Linked DNA regions of Mus musculus: regions 1 and 2 are each linked to region 3. A link is a contact called in public HiChIP or PLAC-seq data. All regions are on one chromosome and are shown on one strand. Each heading gives the region's core, a stretch centred on a gene start, on an enhancer-like site or on the middle of the called end of the contact. The rest is flanking DNA. Distances are from core to core; before and after follow the strand shown. Region 1 has its middle 19 kb from the start of Fis1. Region 2 holds the start of 4933404O12Rik (RIKEN cDNA 4933404O12 gene). Region 3 holds the start of Serpine1 (serine (or cysteine) peptidase inhibitor, clade E, member 1).

The links. HiChIP or PLAC-seq counts read pairs in DNA pulled down with a chosen protein or histone mark.
Region 1: a contact with region 3 is called in an H3K27ac HiChIP or PLAC-seq map of embryonic stem cells, with 6 read pairs. The contact joins the enhancer-like site here to the promoter of Serpine1 in region 3. A contact is called at or near these places in 2 of 39 promoter capture datasets (3T3-L1-derived adipocytes and macrophages), 3 of 115 datasets of contacts at active chromatin or transcription factors (bone marrow-derived macrophages and embryonic stem cells) and 3 of 9 other capture datasets (adipose tissue, liver and pancreatic islet).
Region 2: an H3K27ac HiChIP or PLAC-seq map of embryonic stem cells shows a contact between it and region 3, with 11 read pairs. The contact joins the promoter of 4933404O12Rik here to the promoter of Serpine1 in region 3. A contact is called at or near these places in 2 of 39 promoter capture datasets (3T3-L1-derived adipocytes and cranial neural crest), 7 of 115 datasets of contacts at active chromatin or transcription factors (bone marrow-derived macrophages, embryonic basal ganglia, embryonic stem cells and 1 more) and 3 of 9 other capture datasets (adipose tissue, embryonic stem cells and liver).

Annotation. Positions count from the first base shown.
Region 1 is chr5:136,942,007-136,945,091 of GRCm38.p6, reverse strand. No RefSeq gene overlaps it. Among named protein-coding and RNA genes, the nearest start is that of Fis1, 19 kb to the left of the region's middle. Within about 2 kb of position 1,506, at least 13 of the 459 cell types and tissues checked have an H3K27ac peak or open chromatin away from gene starts, as enhancers often do. A contact at or near this core is called in embryonic stem cells, where this site is marked.
Region 2 is chr5:136,917,818-136,920,756 of GRCm38.p6, reverse strand. It overlaps 4933404O12Rik (RIKEN cDNA 4933404O12 gene), which reads right to left and starts at 1,611. Exons shown (of 4, transcript NR_015555.1): 1 at 1,326-1,611.
Region 3 is chr5:137,070,517-137,073,600 of GRCm38.p6, reverse strand. Serpine1 (serine (or cysteine) peptidase inhibitor, clade E, member 1) reads left to right here and starts at 1,329. Exons shown (of 9, transcript NM_008871.2): 1 at 1,329-1,472; 2 at 2,297-2,568. The coding sequence starts at 2,298.

The DNA of each region.
Region 1 (3,085 bases), core at 257-2,756, 130 kb after region 3:
AATACGGAACAAAACCCTGAGCTTTATATGTGTTACGGGCAGAATGGTGTCCCACCTTCTATCCCCAAAGTCAGAGTGAAGTCCTAATTGTGGAACCTGATAATAGACTATATTTAGGATTTTCTTTCTGCCCTCACCCCTACTCATCGCCCCCTCCCTCCATTCTTCCTTTATTCTGTTTTATTGTGTGGGTGGGTGGTTGGAAAGAGGCACGTGTGCATGTGCTAGCATATAAGGATGGAGGTCAGAGAACAATTTGTAGGAGTCTTTTCTCTCTGTAGGTCTGGGGGATCAAACTCAGGTCACCAGGCATGATGGCTGGCACGTTTACCTGCTAAGGCATCTTGCAGGCTCTTGCCTCTTGCTGTGAGCTCTTGCTGCATAGCCTGGGCTGGCCTGGCAATGGGTCCCTTGGCTTCAGTCCTTAGGGTGCTGATCACCCAGAGACCTCAGCCTCTCACACAGCAGGTGTCCTCCTTCGAGCTACCTGGGACATAGGGACGTCATCTAAGCTACAGATCTCCTAAGAAAAGTTATATGTGTGCACAGGAGCACAAGTGCCCACAGAAACTGGAGGATAGTGCTGTTTCACCCCAGAGTGGGAGTTACAGGTGGTTGTAAGCCACTAGTGTGGGTGCTAGGATCCCAGTTCAGGGCCTTTGAAAAAGAAGTATGTGCTCTTAACCAATGAGCCACCTTGCTAGACCCCCAAAGTGGTTTTTTTCGAGACAGGGTTTCTCTGTGTAGCCCTGGCTGTCCTGGAACTCACTTTGTAGACCAGGCTGGCCTCGAACTCAGAAATCAGCCTGCCTCTGCCTCCCGAGTGCTGGGATTAAAGGCGTGCGTCACCACGCCTGGCTGGTATCATCTTTAAGAACAACATCTACCACCTTTGAAACAGGGTCTCTCCCTGGCCTAGAGCTCACCAATTAGGCCAAACTACGCTGGTGTGTTACTACTGAGCCATGCCCCCAGCCCCTCACTGGGGGATTCTAGGCAGAGAGCCACACCTCCAGCCCCTCACTGGGGGATTCTAGGCAGAGACTCTACCACCGAGCCACGCCCCCAGCCCCTCCCTGGGGGATTCTAGGCAGGGGCTCTACCACTGAGCCATGCTCCCAGTCTCTCCTGGGGGATTCTAGGCAGGTGACCACTGAGAGCCCTTGTGGGATTGTCATCTGGCTCTGTGATAAAAATGCCCTGACAAGCTTATTGTGGTGCTGCATGCCTTTAAACCTACCACAAGGTGGGTAGAGGCAGGAGGATCTCTGTGAGTTTGAGCCCAGCCTGGTCTACATAAGAAATTCTAGGCCAGCTAGAGCACCATCAGAGACCCTGTCTCCAACTCCCAGCCCCCCCCAAAGAAAACAAAAACAAACACCCCCCCCCCACAACAACAACAACAACAAAAGGCCACTCAGGGGAGCCAGGTTAATCTGGCTCATGGTCTCAGGTAACAGTCCTCACAGCAGGCATGCTGCAGAGGCAGGAGCTGCTGGCCTTGTCTTACTAAGTAGTTTCATGATGGCCTTTAACTCTCCCATCCTCTGGCTCCACATCTGGAGCACCAGGTGGGATGGAGCCCAGAGTTTCCTCCAGGCTAGGTGAGAACCCGCAGCTGGGCTGTGGTCCACTTGCATTGCTATGCTGGCTCGGCATGTTTTAGCTCTTCAGTGCTGTGGGTTGAACTGTACACATATTAAATAATGCGTGCATCCTGTTCCAGAGGCCAACTCCCCAGACCTTTTATATGTTCATTTCGAGAGAACTCTATACTTAGGAGACAGAGGCAGGCAGGTCTCTGTGAGTCTGAGGTAAGCCTGGTCTACATAGAGAGTTCCAAAGTTACATAGTAAAACCCTATCTCAAAAAAAAAAAAAATTCCTTCTGAGATCTCAAGAGATTCTCAAAGAGTTTGGGCTGGCCTCGATCCTCCTGCCTCTGGAGACCTGGAATCGTGGCTTTGCACCACTGTGCTTGGCCTTTAATATTTCTTCAGATATGAGCAGAGTCCCTCCATGAAGCTGTCAGGCCTGGAGATTTCCTTTGTTTGAGTGTGAGGCTAGAGTTAACAGAGAAGGTTTTCTTTTTTTTAAGCACAGTTTCACATATCTCCGTAGCCATGGCAATGACCCCTGGTCAAATTCTGAGAACTAGAATCCTCACTGAGAGATTGGTAAGAGGTTCTTTTCTGTGCCCAAAATAGAATCAAGAGGAACCAGGCAGCAAACCAGCACTGAGGGGCACACCTGTAGACTGAGCCCCTGAGGGGTGGAGGCAGGAGGATGAGGAGCTCATTTGGGCTACATAGCTTGAGGCCAGCCTGAGCTGGGCTACATGCAACCCTGGGGCAGAAAAAGATGAACTAAGGACTGGAGAGATGGTTCAGTGGGCAAGAGTGCTTGCTTTGCAAACATGGGGCTCTTAGTTCAAATTCCCAGCATGGTGTAAAAAGCTAAGCATGGCTGTTTGCATGCCTGTAACCCCAGGACGGTCAGGGTGGTGGAGGGACAGGACTTCGTAAGGGATCCCACATGTACTGTAGTGACACCTTGTCTCAAGGCAGTAAGGTGGGACAGCCGAAGTCCTCTCCTTATTGGCATATGCAACTGCACACACGAGCACATACAACAAACATACCTACAGGAATTTAACAGAATGATGAACTAGGCTGTCCTGGTAGCTCTGGTTTGGGTCTGGAGGTGGGGCCTGGTTGGAGGAAGTCCATCACTTCGGACTTGTAAAGACTTCAAGCATCCCTGGTCCAGACTCGAGGAGGAGAGCAGCTTAGTTTGCTACCTGCTTCCTGACATGAATGACCTCTGCCTTGACCCAAAGCAGTCAGAGCCTGGGCCGACACCCGGGCTTGAATGCACTCTTCTAGGTGAAGACCTCGGACATTTTGTCAAAGTAACAAAAAGCTAACAAGGGCAGGTTTACTTTCTAAAATGTGTGCTGTGTGCTGTGTGTGAGCATGTGATTATGTTTGACTCTGCATGTTGTCACAGGACAACTTGGAGGCACCAGGGTCCCTCCCTCTGCCATGTGGTCCCAGGGGTCAGAGCCAGGCTCTCAGGCTTGGTGA
Region 2 (2,939 bases), core at 362-2,861, 150 kb after region 3:
TGTGTGGGTGCTGGGGATTGACTCTGACGTCAGGCTGTCCGGCTCGGTGGTAAGCACCTTTACATGGCTGGTCCTTTCACTCTCCCACTCTTCTTTTTTTTTTTAGTGATGGAAGGGGACAAGGTTTCACTATGTAGCCCTGCCTGGTCTGCATCTTGTTATGTAGATCAGGCTAGCCTCAAATTAGTCTTGACTTCCCCGTCTCTACCTTGTGAGCACTGGAATCGCACGCATGTGCAACCAGCCTGGCTATTTATTTATTTTTAATCATGATTTCCCTAAAGTCTGTAATCCCAGGACTGGGGGAAGCTGAGGCAGGAGGATGACTATAAGTTCCAAGCCAGCCTAGGGTTACATATACAGACCTTATTTCAAACAAAACCAAGATAGGTGGTGAGATAGCTCAGCAGGTAAATGTGATCACTCACTGCATCACATGAGTGCAATCCCCCAGACCCACGTGGCAAAAGGAAAGGATCAATTTCTGAACCCAGAAAGTTTTCTGACCACTACATGCCCTCCCCCTAAATACATACGGCAACAACCAAAACAAACATCAGACTAAAAACAAACAAAACAGAAAACAACAAAATCCCCCCAAAACAAAACAAAAACCAACCAATCAAACAAAAGCACCCGCCAGCCTTGTCATTTACTGGAGTATCAACGCGTTTGCTCTTAGGAAGCAGTGAAGCTTCCGAGGGCAAACACTGCTAGGTACTGCAGATCTGTGTCTGTCGGCCCCAGCTAGACCATGGATGAGGGGTACCTTATCGACTCTAACCCCAGCTCCCTCTTCTTTAATAGTGGAGGGCTGTGGCTGTGGCAGCACCCATCACTACTTATTGTGTGTGGTGTATGCATGCTGACATATGCTTGAGAGCTCGTGTGCAACTGCAGGGGCCACAGGAAGTTATTACTCCCAGCTTCATTCCCCAGAGCCAGGGTCCGTCTCTGAACTTGAAGGTAGACTAGGCTGGCGGCTAGGGTCTCTGATCCCACATGTTGGTTGTGTCCCTGTCTCCCTGCTGGGGATTCGAGCGGTTTCTCAAGGTTGCAAAAGCTCTCTTACCCCTGTGTCATCTCCCCAGCCCATGGACAGCACCTAATTGCTCCGATCACCAGGATCCATTCTGCTATTCCGGACAACGTGAAGGAACTAGACGGTTAACCCAGAGTCACATCACCGGGGGGGGGGGGGGGGGGGTTTCAGGACTGGAGAGGTGGCCTGCGCCCCCACCCACCCCCACCCCCCGGCTCAGGGCTGGGCTTCCCGCGCATCCAGTCCCAGGTCTTGTCCTGATTTCCCGGCTGAAAATCCTCACCGTGGAAGGCTGAACCGAGCCGCGAACACATGAGGAGCCCCGGTTCCCGCCTCAGACCTGCAACTAACGACAGCTTGCTCGCGCCTAACTACATTTCCCAGAGTTTTCAGCGGCAAGCCGTTAGCGGGGCTCGCGACAGAAAATTCATTGGCGCCGAGGTGGTGGTGGCCGGTGACCAGCAAGGTGAATACGCAGATCTGTCGCTAACCCTCACACCTTTCACCCTGTCTACGCGCTCGCCACCACCTGATGCTCACTTCTGGTGTGGGAGGAGGCAGAGCAAGACAAGCCGTTGCCTGGAAAGGAACCAGAACTACAACTCCCAGAATGCTTCGGCATGGACAGCCTCCTGCTTCTCCGAGTAGCCCTAGAAACCGTTGTAGTTGCCACAGAGACTATTCTCAGATTATTTGGGCTCTGCAAGCCAGCGAGCGAAGGAGCAGAAGCCAGATTAGGGGAACGATAAAGGACAAAAGACGATATTTGACTTAAACAATGCTGACGAATACATTGCCATTTTTTCTTCCCACGGATGATCAGGGCCAGAGCAAAGGGCGAACAGCCTTCTAGGAAATGCAGAGAAGCTGCCACAGGAGCTATGGGAAACGTAGTCCATTGATTACTAGCCACGCCTTTAAGGAGAATTCAAACACAGTATTTGCCTTATAAGTACTTAAATAGTATTTAGAAAGTCCCTTTTTTATATTTACCCTCGGAGCCGTTTCAGACACTGCATATCCTAAGTGGAGCTTGTACCTGGCTAGCCTGTCTTCAGCCATCTTCCTTTAAGGTTTGTTGTACACAAAAGTAGACCAAAGGAACCTGTGGCTATTACGATTAATACATACTTCATAAATGTGATGGTTTGTATATTCTTGGGCCAGGGAGTGGCACCATTTGGAGGTGTGACCTGGTTGGAGTAGGTGTGCCTCTGTGGGTGTGAGTTTAAGATTCTCACCCTAGTTGCCTAGGAGTCAGTCTTCCACTAGCCGCCTTTGGATGAAGACATAGAACTCTCAGCTCCTCCTGCACCATGCCTGCCTGGATACTGCCATGCTCCCACCTTGATAATGGACTGAACCTCTGAACCTGTAAGCCAGCCCCAATTAAATGTTTTTATAAGACTTGCCTTGGTCATGGTGTCTGTTCACAGCAGTAAAACCATAACTAAGACAATAACCTATACGGTAGGAAGAAATCTTGAAAACTACTAACGGCTTGTTCTGAGTTAACCTTCAAACTAAATGTTCACTCCAGGACACAATAGGAATGAAAGGCCTGGGTATGAATCTTTCTCTTGCTACACACTGAGAGACGGTAACTAAGGAGACTGGGATCCCAAGAGACAGTGCCAACCACCTGACCAGAGGGTTTGGATAACGATGGCCTTTGTTCTATAATCTGACCAAAACTCTGATAAGACTATAGATGTAGAAGACGGAGCTCATTTTGATTTTCACAGGCTGAGTATCTGGAATCCTGAAGTGGACCTGGGCCACACTGAGGCTTTGGAAACAAGAGGCATGCTTTCAAAGGCTGTATAAAGAGCAACAGAGAGGCCTGCAGCTCTGTGGGTAGACACCTGGCTAACAGGAAGCCCATCTGGCTCCCATC
Region 3 (3,084 bases), core at 80-2,579:
ATATATACATACATACATACATATATATATTCACTATCATTCTATCCTTGGCCCTGTGGCTCCAGCCCACCAGTGTCTATATCCAGAGAGAAAGAAAGCTTCAAAACACCCTCTGGGGCCTAGAGAGATGGCTCAGCCCTTAAAAGCACACACTGTCCTAGTAGAGGACCTAACTTCCATTCCCAACACCCACGACAAATGACATACAAGTCCCTGTAACTCCAGCTCCAGGGAATCTGACACTTCCCAGCTTTCACATGCGCACACAAACGGACACACACACACACCACACACATAATTAAAACGGAAGAGAAAAGCTGGGCGTGGCGGCACACGCCTCTAATCGGAGCACTCAGGAGGCAGAAGCAGGCAGAGCTCTGTGAGGTAGAAGCCAGCCAAAGCTGCAGATTGAGTTCCAGGCTAGCCAGGACAACATAAAATGATACTCTGCCTAAACAAACAAGCAAACAAACAACCGAGAATGAATGATAAAAACAAAATCTTAAGAAAACACCTCTTTCTCTCTCTCAGTCATCTCAGGCTGCTGTACTGGTTCTTGCTCCTTGACAGAGCTTTCTGTGGTAACCTCTGTTCTCATTAGTGGAAGAGGCTGGTCCAATCCAGCCATCAGCACCCCACCCAGTACACCTCAAAACCCAGCCGCACAAGGCTATTGACACAAAGAGCGAGCCCTCAGGGCACCAGGAGAGTCTGGCCCCATGTGGGGAGTCAGACATGCTTCACAGCAGGCCTGGCGGGCACACGGAGGGAGGAGGAAAGGACTTGAAGTTCTCTATTGGGCTTAAGTCCAAGAGGAACGAGAACCCAGACAATCACAGGGCACATTTCATGCCCTCTGGTCACTGGGCAGTAACCCAAGAGAAAGCCAGGCCAACTTTTCCTGGATGTAGGCCCAGGGTGCACAAGGGGCAGACAGCACTGTCAGGGTCCATAGCTTCTCTGTGATGGCTGTCTCCAAAAAAAGGGGGTCGTGTTGCAGCAGACCAAGGCTCGAGGAAGGGAATTCCAAACACCAGGCTTTGTAGGCTCTTGTGGTACTTCCAAGGGTCTAGACGACCGACCAGCCAAAGGCACAGGGATGTTCCAGTCAAGGGAACCAGAGTTTGCTCAATTATCCCCCATGCCCTTTCACACGTACACACACGTGTCCCAGCAAGTCACTGGGAGGGAGGGAGGGAGGGGGAGAGGGGGCAGGGCCGGCGGGCAGCCCAGACATTTCCAGAGTTAGAAAGTGGGTGGGGCTGGAACATGAGTTCATCTATTTCCGGCTCACATCTGGTATAAAGGGAGGCAGCAGCCAGGGAACGGAGCACAGCTGGATCAGGCTGCAGCAGAGCCCCGAGAGCTTTGTGAAGGAGGACCGCCGCACACCCGCCTCCGGCAGCACACAGCCAACCACAGCTGAGCGACAGCCAACAAGAGCCAATCACAAGGCACCTTTGAATACTCAGGTAGGAGAAAGGCAAGCTTACACTCTCACCTAAGGAAGAAAAACGTCCCGTCTCCATCTCTCACCCTCCGTTTTCCCTCCTTTCCCTTCCACTCTTTTCTGGAACTCTGCAGCCTTTAGTCCACCCTAGCCCAGCCAGGACCACAGGTGGTCAGGAAAGATGGTCAAACCGCACTTCCAACCCTGTATCCCAGAAGCCAGCACATAGTCTTTGGGTCCTTCCCCAGCAAACCTCTCCTTTCTCAGTTTAGCAAAGGGACTTTACTTTTAAAAGGAAAGATGCATTTATATCTGTATGCATGTGTGCGTACTCATGTGTTCAAGAGTGGAAATCAGGGATCAACTTTCAGGAATCAGCTCTCACTTTAAGCCAAAAGCTATCATCGTCTAAAGGTCTCTTAGCCCCACAGAAGGGATCAGAGATGCACAGGGGCTGTTTTTCTAAGATTCACCTAGGTTAAAAAAAAAAGTGAGGACAGCCTATGTTAAAACATCAAGTAGCATCTATTCGTGCCTGTAATCACAGCACTTGGGAGAAGTGAAGCAGGAGTGTCCTGAGTTCAAGTCCAGCCTAGGTTACATAGCAAGCAAGATTCTGGGGGGGGGGGGGGATGAAAAGAATTGGAGGCAGCAGGGGATGAGCTGGTTATCCAATTGCATTGTGGGATCTCATCATCCAATTGCATTGTGGGGTCTTAATGAATGGAACTTACCGCACTGATGGCTTACAGGCTAGAGGCGAGCACTCTGAGGAGGCAACACCCCCCCCCCCCGGGCAGTCTTCCCGGCACATGTCTTTATCAGATTCCCTTCTATTCTTCCTAGGATGCAGATGTCTTCAGCCCTTGCTTGCCTCATCCTGGGCCTGGTTCTGGTCTCTGGGAAAGGGTTCACTTTACCCCTCCGAGAATCCCACACAGCCCATCAGGCCACCGACTTCGGAGTAAAAGTGTTTCAGCAGGTGGTCCAGGCCTCCAAAGACCGGAATGTGGTCTTCTCTCCCTATGGCGTGTCCTCGGTGCTGGCTATGCTGCAGATGACCACAGCGGGGAAAACCCGGCGGCAGATCCAAGATGCTATGGGATTCAAAGTCAATGGTGAGAGTCTTGGGGCGGAGTGGGAGCTGGAGGAAAAGGTCGGGAGGAGCTCACAGACCAGGTCCAGAACAAACGGAGAAGGCAGGGAAGGCTGACTGCAGCATCACTGAGTCTAGTCACGTCCAGCCGCAGCCCAGAGACCACCCGTTTTCTCTCCCACTATTGGGTCAGTTGACCTTGTCTTATACTAGCCAGTGGAATCAGCACACAGGAACTGTGTGACTCTGGTGCTGCGATATAGCTTCCCCAGCATACACAAAGCCCTGGGCTCCATCCCCAAATCTAAGGAAACTGAAGATGATGGTGTAGAACTGTGGCCATGTTACTTGGGAAGTGGAGGCAGAAGGATCAGGAGTTCAAACTCATAGCTGGCTAAGTATCGAGTTCAGCAACAGCCTGGATTACATGAGACCTTTAAACACAAGAGCAAAACAAAACATGGGACCTTAACTCTTGTAAACCTTGGTTTTATTATCTATGAAATAGGGAACAACTAAAGAATGTCTCCCACACAGA